Regions from separate parts of the Mus musculus genome. Here all the other regions are linked to region 3. The links are chromatin contacts, called in public Hi-C and HiChIP or PLAC-seq maps. All regions are on one chromosome and are shown on one strand. Each heading gives the region's core, a stretch centred on a gene start, on an enhancer-like site or on the middle of the called end of the contact. The rest is flanking DNA. Distances are from core to core; before and after follow the strand shown. Region 1 has its middle 7.4 kb from the start of Gm42322. Region 2 overlaps Slc9a1 (solute carrier family 9 (sodium/hydrogen exchanger), member 1). Region 3 overlaps Ahdc1 (AT hook, DNA binding motif, containing 1).

The links. A called contact is a pair of places that touch in the nucleus more often than the background predicts. HiChIP or PLAC-seq counts read pairs in DNA pulled down with a chosen protein or histone mark.
Region 1: a FOXA1 HiChIP or PLAC-seq map of pancreatic cancer cells shows a contact between it and region 3. The contact joins two enhancer-like sites. A contact is called at or near these places in 1 of 15 datasets of contacts at CTCF or cohesin (large pre-B cells), 4 of 115 datasets of contacts at active chromatin or transcription factors (embryonic stem cells and pancreatic cancer cells) and 2 of 9 other capture datasets (embryonic stem cells and liver).
Region 2: a contact with region 3 is called in a Hi-C map of bone marrow-derived macrophages, with 20 read pairs. The contact joins two enhancer-like sites. A contact is called at or near these places in 1 of 484 Hi-C or Micro-C datasets (bone marrow-derived macrophages), 1 of 115 datasets of contacts at active chromatin or transcription factors (embryonic stem cells) and 1 of 9 other capture datasets (adipose tissue).

Annotation. Positions count from the first base shown.
Region 1 is chr4:133,445,785-133,449,797 of GRCm38.p6, forward strand. No RefSeq gene overlaps it. Among named protein-coding and RNA genes, the nearest start is that of Gm42322, 7.4 kb to the left of the region's middle. Within about 2 kb of position 1,802, at least 44 of the 459 cell types and tissues checked have an H3K27ac peak or open chromatin away from gene starts, as enhancers often do. A contact at or near this core is called in embryonic stem cells and pancreatic cancer cells, where this site is marked.
Region 2 is chr4:133,388,526-133,392,621 of GRCm38.p6, forward strand. All of the region lies in intron 1 of Slc9a1 (solute carrier family 9 (sodium/hydrogen exchanger), member 1), which reads left to right. Among named protein-coding and RNA genes, the nearest start is that of Mir5122, 21 kb to the left of the region's middle. Within about 2 kb of position 1,781, at least 118 of the 459 cell types and tissues checked have an H3K27ac peak or open chromatin away from gene starts, as enhancers often do. A contact at or near this core is called in adipose tissue and bone marrow-derived macrophages, where this site is marked.
Region 3 is chr4:133,054,791-133,059,242 of GRCm38.p6, forward strand. Ahdc1 (AT hook, DNA binding motif, containing 1) reads left to right here. Exons shown (of 7, transcript NM_146155.3): 3 at 223-413. Among named protein-coding and RNA genes, the nearest start is that of Gm26615, 26 kb to the right of the region's middle. Within about 2 kb of position 1,496, at least 293 of the 459 cell types and tissues checked have an H3K27ac peak or open chromatin away from gene starts, as enhancers often do. A contact at or near this core is called in adipose tissue, bone marrow-derived macrophages, embryonic stem cells and 1 more, where this site is marked.

The sequences.
Region 1 (4,013 bases), core at 552-3,051, 390 kb after region 3:
TCTTTAGAACAGAACTCATAGAATATTTATATGAATATGTGTGTGAAGGACTTGGACTTGCCAGGGAGAGTGAAAGCAAGCAGGCAAAAAGTTCCTGTCTGAACAGCTACCTCGGCAACATCACCTGTCCTAGGTCCCGCCCACCTTACAGCATCATGGCTATAGCTCCACCTCTTCCCTGGCCATTGTGGATGTAGTCATCTGGCTCAGCTGGACCAATCTGATTCTTTTTACCAGTAAACTGGAGCAGTGGTGAGGTGTGAGGTGTCTCGAGTGTGTTCGTGTAGTATGTATATGTGTGTGCTGGTGTATTCATGTGTGTGCGGGTGGACATATGGGGGTGGACACTTGGACATGTGTATAGGTGTGCACGGAGAGACCAGAGAAAAACCTTACAGCAGGTGTCATTCCTCAGGAGATGTCCACCTTTTTTTTTGGACAGGGTCTCTCATGAAGTTTGCCAAGAGCTAGGCTGGCTCACCAGAAAGCCCTTGGGATCCAGCTGTCCCCACCTCTCCAGCACTGGGGTTACAAGTGCCCACCGTTAAGCCTGGCCTCCTTTCCTTCTGAACACAGTATGGTGGTTTGAATATGCTTGGCCCAGGGAGGGGCACTCTTAGGAGGTATGGCCTTGTTGGAGAAAGTGTGTCTCTATGGGAGTGGACTTTAAGACCCTCTTCCTAGCTGCCTGCAAGCCAGTCTTTCTCCTATTTGCCTTCAGACCAAGATGTAGAACTCTTGGCTCCTGCAGCACCATGTCTGCCTGGATGCTGCCATGCTCCCACCTTGATGTTAATGGACTGACCCTCTGAACCTGTAAGCCAGCCCCAGTTAAACGTTCTTATAAGAGTTGCCTTGGTCATAGTGTCTCTTCACAGTCATGGAAACGCTAACTAGGACACACAGATTCTGGGTATTGAACTCAGGTCCTCACTGCTTGAAGGCAAGCTCTCTGCTGACTGAGCTACAACTGCAGCCTGAGTCTGTAGTACCATGGACCCCAGCTGTCAAGGTCCCCACCCTTCCTGAATCTTGGCTCTTCAGCTTCTTGTGACACACTCTGTCACCCCTCCTTCAGGTGACTTGACCCCTGTCACTGGCCTCCAGATGAACTGTAGCAGGCCAGCAGAGAGAGCCCAGAACAGTTAGTGAGTCAATGGCTTTGCTGAACAGCTGCCACACCTGGGTGGTAGTTGGAACTCACTGCCTGAGTAAAAGGGATACTTTTACAAGAAGTAAAGACTGGGGGGATAGGGGACAGGAAGAAGAGAGTCACTGGCGGTTGGCAGCTTCATCCCTCTTCAGAGTCCCAAGCTGGAAGCAGACATGGCTCAGAGCACTCAGATGGTTCTAGAAGGTCTATGAGCTTCTCTCTCATTCCTAATGATTTACATAAAAGCTAGCATGGCTGCCAGGATGCAAGAAAGTTCCAGTAACCCCTTGACATGTCCTTCCCACTAAATAGCAATGAAGTGGTTGGCCAAAAAGATACAGCAGGAGTGAAGGCTTGTGATAGTCAGGGTTAAACTATGAAGGAGACTGGGGCTTCGACCTCCCCGCCTGGGGCAACTGCCTTTCAGGGAAGCCAGGCGTTTTGTGAGGACGCACAAGCTACAACACCTGACCATGAAGCCAGGAATTGAGGCCACCTGCTCAGCATCAAGCTGCCAACCCTGGGAGTGGACAGTCCTCTGAGGAGACCCTCAAATCTTCAGGCAGCAGCAGATCTGACTCACATCTGATCACAACTCTGAGAGATCATGAGTTGCAGGCACGCAGCTGTGGCACTCCTGGAGTCATGCTGAGTCAGAGAAGCCATGTGCCACCGTCCTCTGTGCACAGTGTGGAATAGTCTGTGCCCTAACTCTAGTAACTAATACAGTCGAGACTCAGAAGGTGCTGGAATCTCTAGAAAGCAGTCACAGGTGGGGGGGGGGGGATGGAATAAGGCTGTGAGACTCAGACTTGCCTCCCTGGGACTTCAGGAGCCAAGGAGAGCCACACCTACTCCACAGTTTCTCCTGCGTTGGGGAGGAGAGGGAGAGAAGGGAGCCTAACCAGTCAGAACAGCCGCTAAATCTCGCCTCCTCTGCTGTGTTCATCCTTAAGAGGAGCCCAAATCAATCAACGACCCTTTTTATATTCAGGTTACCAGGGTTTCTGACAGGTTCACACCGATGGTAAGGAGTCTGCCTGGCCCCCAAAGATGCCAGCCAATGTAGTCTTTCCAAGCAGAGAAAGCACAGTGGCAGAACACCTGCCTCCGTGTGCGTGAGGTCGTGGGTTCAATTCCCAGTGCTGCAAACAAAAGCAAACCACAAAGGAGCCAGGGCTCTGGCCCAGGGCCGTCCTCCTGTGCTCCATCAGGGAGGGAAGTGAGCGCCGGGCTGCGCTCAGCACATGCGCACTGTAGACCAGCACCATTTCCCTCATGGAAAGGTAAGCACAGAGAATTTTAGGATTCTTTGTCTCCTGCCTACTTCCTGATCCTCCATAAGTCTTATTTTGTTTTGGTGTGTGCGCGCACACTTAAACAGACTCTAAATCTATAACCCGGTGTGGAACTCATTATGTAGCTCAGGTTGACCTCAGACTTACAGCAATTCTCCTGCCTCAGCTACCTGAGTGCATGACCCACTCCACCTGAACGCTTCACGCTCACCCGCTCTGTTCCATTGGGCCTTTCTTCCTAAGAGTTCTTAGAGACATTACCTTCCTCTCGCCCAGAGCTTCCCTTCCCAAATTATTCCACTCGTTTCCCCACTAGCCATTCTCCCTTTGGGAAATTCCTGAGGCTCGGCCACAGCACTGGGGGTGGGACTCGCCCTAACTCACTCCGTCTCCATGGTGGGAAAGCCCTGTCCAGTCCCCCCAGGGAACTAGTGCCTCCTTTAGGAAGACCGCACTCCACAGCTATCCTCAGACCCTGTGAGGACCCCATCACAGACCTCATCTTGTGATTGTGTGTGTGTGTGTGTGTGTGTGTTAGAGTCGCTAGGGAACACACCCAGACACCAAATTCTCAGCACAAAGGAAGTTTATTACCCCAGAGGGACAAGCAAGGGGCGTGCCGCCTCTGGATCAGACCACGGCAGTAGCAGGTGTGTCTGCAGAAATAGTTTTTAATGAGGGAAGGGGAAGTCTGTGCTAAGACCTGATTGGACAGCTTAGCTGGTGTAGGCAAAAAATGAATGTTGATAGCTGGGCCTTGGTGTTTAGTCTCAAGAATGAATAGGTGGCTAAATAAGGGAATAGACCTTGGGGGCAAGCTTTAGGAATGTAATCTCGTGGTTTAGCAAGGCAGAGGGAAGGGCCAAAGCAGACAGCGCCATGTTTGCCATGATTGGGCCTGTTAGAGAGCCCTTCAATGATGGCCGCCCACTGCCCCTGTTGGTGCCCCCATCCCTGGGCTGGCTGAGGAAGGCATTTTACTCCAGTACACTCTGCCTGCTAAATTGAGGTGGGTGGAGTCTGAGATGTTCCTGCAGCCTCTGGGAAGCTGGGCAGATCCCGAGGAGCTAATTTTTCATGCTGTGGAGCTCAGAGGAAGTTCAAGGACAGGACAGGGCAAGCAGATGGTGAGACACAAGGAACATTCCAGCCATCTTCTGACCTCAGACGTGATAGCTCACGCCTGCAATCCCAGCACTGGGAAAGCTAGGCAGGAGGCAATATTGCCATGTCTGTGAGTTGTGGGCCAATGTAGTGAGGGCATCTCCCACAGTCTGGACAGCCCTTGAGGAAGGGGAGAGGAAGCTACTTAATACCTGTGAAGTCAGGAGGGCTTGAGGGAGGTTATGGAATTAAAGTCTGTTAGTCAACCTCCAATGAGAATTTTCCAGAAAGAGAGACCGCAAGGAGGCAGGTGGAGGGGGAGTGTGTAACACGGTGAGATGACAGAATTCAGCCACTTGCAGCGAGTGGGCACCTGCTCTCTCTAGGGAAGCGCAGGCAGGAGCTGAGGGCACGGAGAACACGGAAAATGTGACACGTCCATCTGCATGTTTCTGGTA
Region 2 (4,096 bases), core at 531-3,030, 330 kb after region 3:
GAGTTCCAGGACAGCCAGGGCTATACAGAGAAACCCTGTCTCGAAAAACCAAAAAAAAAAAAAAAAAAAAAGATACCATTTAGGGCTGGAGAGGTGGCTCAGTGGTTAAGAGCACTGACTGCTCTTCTGAAGGTCCTGAGTTCAAATCCCAGCAACCACATGGTGGCTCACAACCATCTGTAATGAGATCTGATGCCCTCTTCTGGGATATCTGAAGACAGCTACAGTGTACTTACATATAATAAATAAATAAATAAATCTTAAATAAAAAAAAAAAGACTGCCTCTAGCGCTGTAGCCCAGTCTGTCCTTGAACTCACAGCAGGCTCTTGCCTTACCCTACTGACTGCTGTGTTCATGAGTAAGCCACCAGTCCAGATTGCCCTTTGCTTTTGAAACCCACTGGGACAGTGCCAATCCTTCCACCAAACAGCCAGCAGGGAAAGCAGAAGCCATTGTCAGGGTTGGTGAGAGTCTATGACGTGTGTTGCCCTGGACCAGGCTAGGGAGCCGCCGTGACTGCTCTCGCCAGTTCCTGGTCTTGTGCTGAGGATTCCACTTAGTGCATGGTTGTCCATTTCACGATGACCCTGAGCCGAGCATGCTGCAGTGTTTGCCTTTAGCCGGCTTATAACTATCTCAGGAAACCGACACTGGGTAACTTGGAGATTGCTGCACATGGGAAGCCTCTAGAGAGGGAAGAGATGTGGCTGGGAAGACCAGTGAGCAGATCCCGTAGGAAAGAGGCATCAAATCAGGAGGCCTGGGACACTGGCCAAGACTGAGCTGCTGACATGAGTAGACGCCCAGCTGAAAGAATCTGCGCTGGCATAGCGGGAAGCGACATTATTAAGTAGGTTGGGTTACACTGGGTTGCTGAGCAGCTGGAGCTCCAGCCTGTGGGGACTGTAGCCTAGGTCACGGGCTGCTCTTCATTCCTTCCACACCTAGTCTCTCTGTCCCTGCCTGAGCACCCTGTGGTGACTCTGGCCCCCAGCGCTGGCTGTAATGAGGTGACCATAGAGCAGCGAGGAGTTTGTAGGATGTAAACCGGAACATGGTGTTCCCTGCTGAAGCTCTTTTTGATGCTTCCTTTTGAACTTGAGACACAATCTCAGAGCTATAGCTTATACCATTCTCAATGTCATGTCCTGTTTCCCTTGCCAGCCCGCTTCCCCCTGAGACTGTAGTGTCTGCTTGTCCCCTAACCTAGAACACCGTCTGTATACCGCCTCAAACTAGCATTTTCCTTCAAGTCACATGTCCCCAGAGTGGCCTTCCTGATCACCCAGGCTAGTTAATGTCAGTACAAACCTTCCCAGCCAGTTCCATCCTCTTTGTGTCCGTTTCCTTAGGATGCAGCCAGCATCAAGGCAGAAGAGGATTTGGTGTCAAAGGGCTCACATCCAAGTATGGAGTGTTGAACAGTAAATCCAACAATGTCAGACAGGAGTATGTGTATAAAGGAAATAAACATAGGTCTGAAGGCTCTCCAAGGAGGCAGCTGAGTGACAGGAAAGAAGCAGTCCGCTCTTCAAAGACCAGGGTCCTGAAGAGAGTGTGATTAGAGAAGTGTGAAGAGAGAGTGGAGGAGACAGGGCCAGACCTCTGCTGGGTCTTGGGTTGGCTGCTAGAGTCAGTACTAAGTGTTGTGTGGTCCCATCAGGAGCAGGGTGACATGGTCTGACCTGCACTGGGGTATTAGGGAGATGTTTAAGACTGAGCTAGCTGCAGAGGCATCTGCGCAAAGCAGATTTCTGCTTATCTGTCCCTCAGCCTGGGACTGAGAGACAGTAGATCAGAGCTCCCCAGCAAAGCAGCTCTTGCCACACCATTGCTGTTGGAGTACCAGCCTAGGAGAGCCTCTAAGGGGGAGGGGCTGTGCTCAGATTCAGGCCAGTCAGTAGACAGGTCCTGAAGGAGGGCATGGCACCTCAGAGCGCTAGGACCTGATCATCTCTCCTCCTACACCAGCTCTGCTCGTAGCCTGTGGTCAGACCATGTAAGGAGCAAGTCAGATTTCAGAGCCTTTGGAGATTCTAGACTAAGTCTAGAATCCCGTGAGTGCAATGGGAGAGAGAGAAGTCGGCTCCTTCATTCTCAGCTACGTGGACCTCCTGCGCAGAGCTGGGGAGGTGAAATGAGCATACAAAGAGCACCCAGCAAGAAGGACTCTGGGAAACTGTAGACAGGACCTGGCCTGCTCTCCCATCTTACACAGGAGGAAGCAGAAGGCCAGGGCGGAAGTGACTTGCTCAAGGGCAGCAGGGTGGTGGCAAAACTGGGGTTGGGCTCAACTGTTTGACCCTAGCTAGGCCTTTCTGTGCTAACAGTAAATGACTGTCTTCCCTCCATTCCTGGCTCTTCTGCAGAGGGAGCTAGGTTTGCTCTGGAGTTCCACCTTTTCAGCTTGCCGCTGAGCACCTACCGTGCTTGGGCAGATGTGGTAGGAGATATAGCTATGACAGCTAACACACAAGTGCTTGTCATGAGGCAGGGGGCAGTACTATGGGTCCTGGTGGTACATGGGCCTTTGTGATGTTGCTCCTTAGAGTGTGTTGGCAACAGGTCTGCACTGGGGTTAGAACTGATTCTGAGTGGCCTCAGAGTCGGTGTAGAAGACAGGTCTGTGTGGATGGGGAACCGCAGGCGTCTTAGGTGGGGACGAGCACGGTGGGTCAGTGTTACACCACAGTTGTCCTGGAAGGCGCGGAGTGGAGATGAAGTTTTCTCTCCATGTTCTTGGCTCTGAGCGATTCCCGCCTCCTCCCTCTGTGGATAATTAGCTTCCTAAGAAACTGATCAGATGGGAAGCTGCAGGAAATGGTTTGGGACAGGGATTGTGTAGGAGTTGTGGGAAGAGTAGAGAGGAAATAGCTGCCTCCAAGCAGCAGGCGGTGGCTCCTTCAGAGATGGGGACGAGGAGAGGGAGAGGAGGGAAGCATAGTCTGGGCTGAGAATGCCAAACAGGATGGAAGCTGCTGTAAACTAAACGGCTGAGTCCTCCATACGTCTTGCCATACCAGGAGGTGTGCAAGACTGGCTGGCAGAATGTAGCCTTTCTGGGTTAACAGGTGCCGTCCTCATGGGAGTGGCAGGCCTTGTAGGCCAGAGGCCAGGCTGGTGGGTCCTCTGAGCTGCTTATGTCTTGTGTGGCCTGGCTCTTCACGTTGTAGACCAGGGTCTGTTGTGAATGTAGGGTGTGGCTGGGCACCCTGTCCCATCCTGTCCCAGCTAGCTTTCACCCTGCCATAGCTCCCAGCAGAATCTCAGCTTTAGTTGTGGGCCTGGCTTTTGATCCTGTTTTGGCCTCACTGGCAAAACGGCAGCTGTCGGTGTGCTGAGGCTTCTGGCAAGTCTAGTTTCCGGGAGTGGCTGAACCACAGTGCTAATGTCTGGCAGGAGGAGCAAGTGGGTCCCACATTAGAACTGAGGAATAAGCTGCCTGTGGAGAGCTGGGGCGGCTCTGCCGGTGGGGGTTCAAGGCATCCTTCTCTGCAGCCGGTCTCAGGGGTCAGCCCTGAAGGCCTAATTTAAGTACCAACTCTACTGTGTGCCAGCTCTGTGACTGTAGGTAGATAACCTGACTGCATGGGTGTTTTTTTAGCACCCTCCCATGTATTTAATTGTGAGGTAACTTGCCTATACACTGTAACAAATATGCATAATCTTTATGTGTGTGTTTTGCATGTAATCCTTAAATGTGCCATTTACAATGTGTGAGTTCACATGAACTACCCAGAAGAAGATACAGGACATCTTTGTGCATTCTGGATTCCTGTGGGCTCTGGTCTATAGTCCCCTGTGCCCCTGGAGTAACCACTATTCTGACATCTATCATCTTGGTTAGTTTTATATGGTTTTTTTTTCTTTTTTTGGAGATGGTCACATGTAACCCAAGCTGGCCTCCTAACTAGTGGGGATGGTCTTGAACTCCGCATCGCCTGCCTCTTTCTCCCACATGCTGTGATTACAGGCATCTGCCACCACTCCTGCCGTTTCATCTGTCTTTGAATGGCACTTGGGAGGCAGAGGCAGGCGGATTTCTGAGTTTGAGGCCAGCCTGGTCTACAAAGTAAGTTCCAGGACAGCCAGGG
Region 3 (4,452 bases), core at 246-2,745:
TAACCACAGAGCCATCTCTCCATTCCAAGTCATTGCATTTTTAAAGAGTTCAAAGAAAGAAGGTGGGATGGTAGGTAGGTACTGAGCCTCTGCAGTGGGGTAAAGTCAGATCAGGACTGGTATTTGTGGAGCATGCCCACCTGGCTCAGTTGCCCTCTGCCTGACTCCTCCGTCCATGCTCCATCTATGCTTATCTTTGGTGTGCTGTGTTTGCTTCTACAGATGGGGAGGTTGCCTGACTGTCTACCCATCGGCCTGGACCCCAGAGCCAAGCCAGCTGAGTGAGTGCCGAGGGTCCCAGGTGACCGGGGGAGTGGCACTGCTCAGGCCTCTGCAAAGACTACCCTGGAGAAGCTGATGCTGGTGGAGACAGCCCTTTCTTGCTGAGTCCAGCCTCTGCAGAGCCTGCGCAGGTAACTGTGAGCCAGTGTAACAAAGATCGCCTCTTAGCTTAGGCAGAGAGAGAGACATTAATCTAGCCTATTCGAACTCCCCATTATCCAGAGAAGGGAATAGAGGCTCATGTGGCACAGTGAGTCCCTTAGCATCCTGCCTCCTAGCCTGAGGACTCTTCCCTATGCCTCCATGACCTGGAGAACTGGGCGGAGAGATGGGTTGTGACGGTGACCAGGATTCAGGGCAGAGGTGGAAGCCAGCGTGCCTGATATATGCAGCTGACCTCCCCAGGACTCCTCTACAGAGCTGAGAGGCCATGGTAGTCCAGGTGTGATTGCATGCCCGGCAGCTGGCCGCAGGGCAGGCCATGGCAGGACCCATCTTTCTTGTGGCCCAGGTTTAGCCCACCCAGGCTCCCAGCCACAGAGGCCAGGTGGGGCTGCCCTGCCCTATAGAGGCAACTCCCTGAACTGACACATGAAGCCTCAGGCTCCAGGAAGCTCCTTAGAGTTTAGCCTGCTGGAAACCCCACCCAACTTCCAAAGGAGCATTCCTGAGGTCTGCATGGGGGTTGGGCCTCCAGGGATGGGAAGGGTGGGGAGGCAGGGCTGCAGGAGGATGTGAGGCTGTAAATGTGCTGTGCTGGGTCTGTGTGCAAGCAGGTGTGTGGGGCTCTCTGTCCTTAGTGCACAGGGTTGTGTATGCAAGAGTTACATAAGTGGCCTATGTGGGGGGAATAGTTAAGAGCTTCACATGTGTGCTGTAGTGGTGACTGCTGGCTATGGATCCTATGCAGGTGTGGGTATCCTGGGCTGTCTACCACACAGGGTACTAGTGGACCAAGACTCAAACACCCTTGGGTGGGTTTGTGTGTGCTCAGGGTTCTGAGCACAAGGTGAGGTGGCATGTGCACATGGCTCCCTTTGTGTTTTGGAGGTGGGCTGGGCAGGACTTGGGCTGCGCTGGGCTCAGCAATGCCCAGCCTTGTGGCCAAACTGCTGAAGTCACTTCCTTTTCAACAGTGACTTTCCAGGGGGAGGAGTTCTTCCGACCTGGTCGGCAGTGAGGGGCGTGGCCGAACTGGCTCTCTCTGGGGAGGGATGTGGGCGGGGGCGGGAGAGAGGTGGGAGGAGGTGCTAGTGGTACTGGAAGAGGGAGTCCTCTGGGAGACAGAAGGAAAGACAAGGACAGGAGTCTGGAAGGGCCAAGGGCAGGAGGGAATGGGGGTGGAGTGGGGCGGAAAGCACAGTCCCTGGGTGACCTCGGAGGGAGGAAGGGAGGGCTGCCAATGAGGTGACCCTCGGGTTCAGTGAGAGCTGGCAGTGGCGCCTACACACCTGGCACTCGGGGCAAGGGGCTGGCAGGGGGCGGTTCAGGAACAGACCTGCTTGCCAGGTGCCCCACTCTGGACAGGAAGAGGGTGGGCGGGGGCTGTACAAAGGAGCTCTGTGTGGCTGAGGATAGGGTAGGGTGGGGTATGCAGTGCTGTACTGTTCTGGGGTTGGGGGAGATGATGGGGGCGGGGCAGGACCAGTTCCCCTTGGGGCATCAGTGGCTCCAGGGGGACACCTAGTGGTCAGGGGAGGTAGTGCATCTTGATAACAAACTGGGGGAAAAGAGATTAGAAGTGGTAGTTGAGATAGTTGAGGAGGCCAGGGCTAGTCTGAATCTTTGGATGATGAAGCAATTTGACTTAAAGGATCCCAACAAAACCAAACTTAGGTGACAACAAAGCTGATTGGCATGGCTGTGTGTCCTTAAGGGCATGACTAAGCCTCTCTGTGTTCACATTTAAATGCAAAACAAGTGACTGGGGCTGGTGAGATGGCTCAGCAGGTAAGAGCACCCGACTGCTCTTCCAAAGGTCTAGAGTTCAAATCCCAGCAACCACATGGTGGCTCACAACCATCCCTAACGAGATCTGACTCCCTCTTCTGGTGTGTCTGAAGACAGCTACAGTGTACTTACATGTAATAAATAAATAATCTTAAAAAAAAAAAAAAAACAAGTGACTGGTCCTTCTTAGGATCTAGGGCAAGTGTCTGCTTGCTAGAAGATCTACGAATTAGGTGGGCACTAGGGGCTAAAAGGAAGGGAAGACCAAGAGAGTGAAACATGAAATTCCTGAGAGAAAGGGGGCTGGCAGTCCTGGGAGGTAACGCCTCCGTGGAGAAGAGAGGGCCTGAGGAAGGTTTCAGAGCAGCCATGTTTCCCACTGCTAAGAGCTTAAGGACATCCAGGAGCCTTCAGACTGAGGGGGCTGAGGGAAATGGGAGGGGAGTGCTCGCAGGCTGCAGAGAGGGTCATGAGGCCGGAAGTGAGAGCTGGGACTGGCAGCTTGGCTCCCCAGGGGAGGTTAGGGGTGGGTGAGAGGGGAGGAGGGCTGGGGAAGGGGTGGGGTGGTCACAGCCACAGTGGGGGAGGGTGGGGCTGGGGATCAAGGATGTGGGCTGGCGCTTCCCGGCACTCTGCTCTGCAGGTTGGGGCCCCCCTCCTAGCCAGCTGCTGTCCCTGTGGGCAAGCTCAGACACTGACCCAGAAGCAGACAAGCAGACAGAGGACCCTTTGACTTTTCATTCACAGACTTGGGCTAGATGGTACCTTTGAGAAGACGCCAAGAGAATGGCTGCCTGTTGGGGTGTGGTGGGGAAGGGAGCCAACTGCTTCCCTCAGATCCTAAGGCTGCAAAAGAGCAGTGGACAGTCGGGAGGATGTGGCCAAAGGTCTTCATGGGTGGGTGGAGCAGAAGCAGCCACTGCAGAGGAGGTTTGTCTCTTCTGCCAAGATTACGCCCTTGGGCCCCAAGTGGGAGGTCTCTAAGGCAGGAAGGCCTGGCCAGCCCCACCCTCAGTGAGGAAGGAGAGGGACTCCTGGTGTAGGTATCTCCAAAAGCCAGGTCAAGCCACTTCCTAGAGTTGTGCTCTGAGGCAGGCTCTTACTGTGTAGCCCTGGCTGTCCTAGAACTGTAGACCAAGCTCAGCTGTAACTCAGAGAGCCACCTGCCTCTGCCTCTGCCTCCCAAATGCATACCCTTGCCTGGCTGCCTCCACACTCTGAAGGTGCTCTCTCTTCAAGAACAGCAGTGCCAGCTGGCTCACTGGGTGGAGTGGTACATGCTTGTGTCTTCAGCACAGGCAGAGAGGCAGGAGGATAGCTGCAAGGGTGCGATCAGCGTGGTCTACATAGTGATTTCCAGACCAACCACGACTAAGAGTAAAACCTTGACGCCCAGGAAGAAGGTAGGGGCTGGAAATGTAGCCAAGTTGGTAGAGTATTTGCCTGTTGTGCACAAATCTCTAGGTTCAGTTTCTAGCATGGCAAAAGCTGGGTGTGGTAATATACCATTAGGTACGTGGAGTAGGTAGATGGAGTCAGGAGGATTAGAAGTTCAAGGTTCTCCTTGGTTGCCCAGCTGCCATTAGGCCATCATGGTGCACACAAGAGTTCCAGGTTACATTGAGAGATCTTTTGGGGGTGCAGGCGTGTGTGTACATGGGGGGGGGGTGGGAAATAGAGAAGAAGGGGGCAGGGAGAGGGGCAGTGCTGAGCTGGGCTAGAAGTGGTACAGGTCCACAGCCAGACATGAGAGAGAGCCTTGAGTTAGCAGGTGCAGGGGAGGCGAAGGGTGCAGCCCGGGGCAGTGGACAGAAATAAAGACCAGCCTGAATGGACGAACAGTGAAGTCTTCTAACCTCTCCATTTCAGCTTCTTCTTCTGTAAAATGGAACTAGAGCACAGGGTACTCACTGGGGGAGGGGAGGTTGCAGATTAAAATGACAGCTTCCCAGATGTCCCTCAGATGTGTGAGTCAGGCCCTCCTGGACTAGGGCCTGGGTATCTGGAGTGTTACACAGCTCCTCCGCTCCCCTGAGCTCAGGGTTTAGAAGCCAATGGCTTAGATAATTTCAGTGTTCCTCCCAGCCTTAAATTAGACCACAGCTCTAGAAGGAGCCTTTGCAGAAGTGGCTAAAGGATTGTTGCAGGAGCTGAGAGGAGAAAGAGGGTTTGGCCTTAAAAGAATTGAGAACTCTGCCTCTGAGCAGCTGTGTGGCTTCA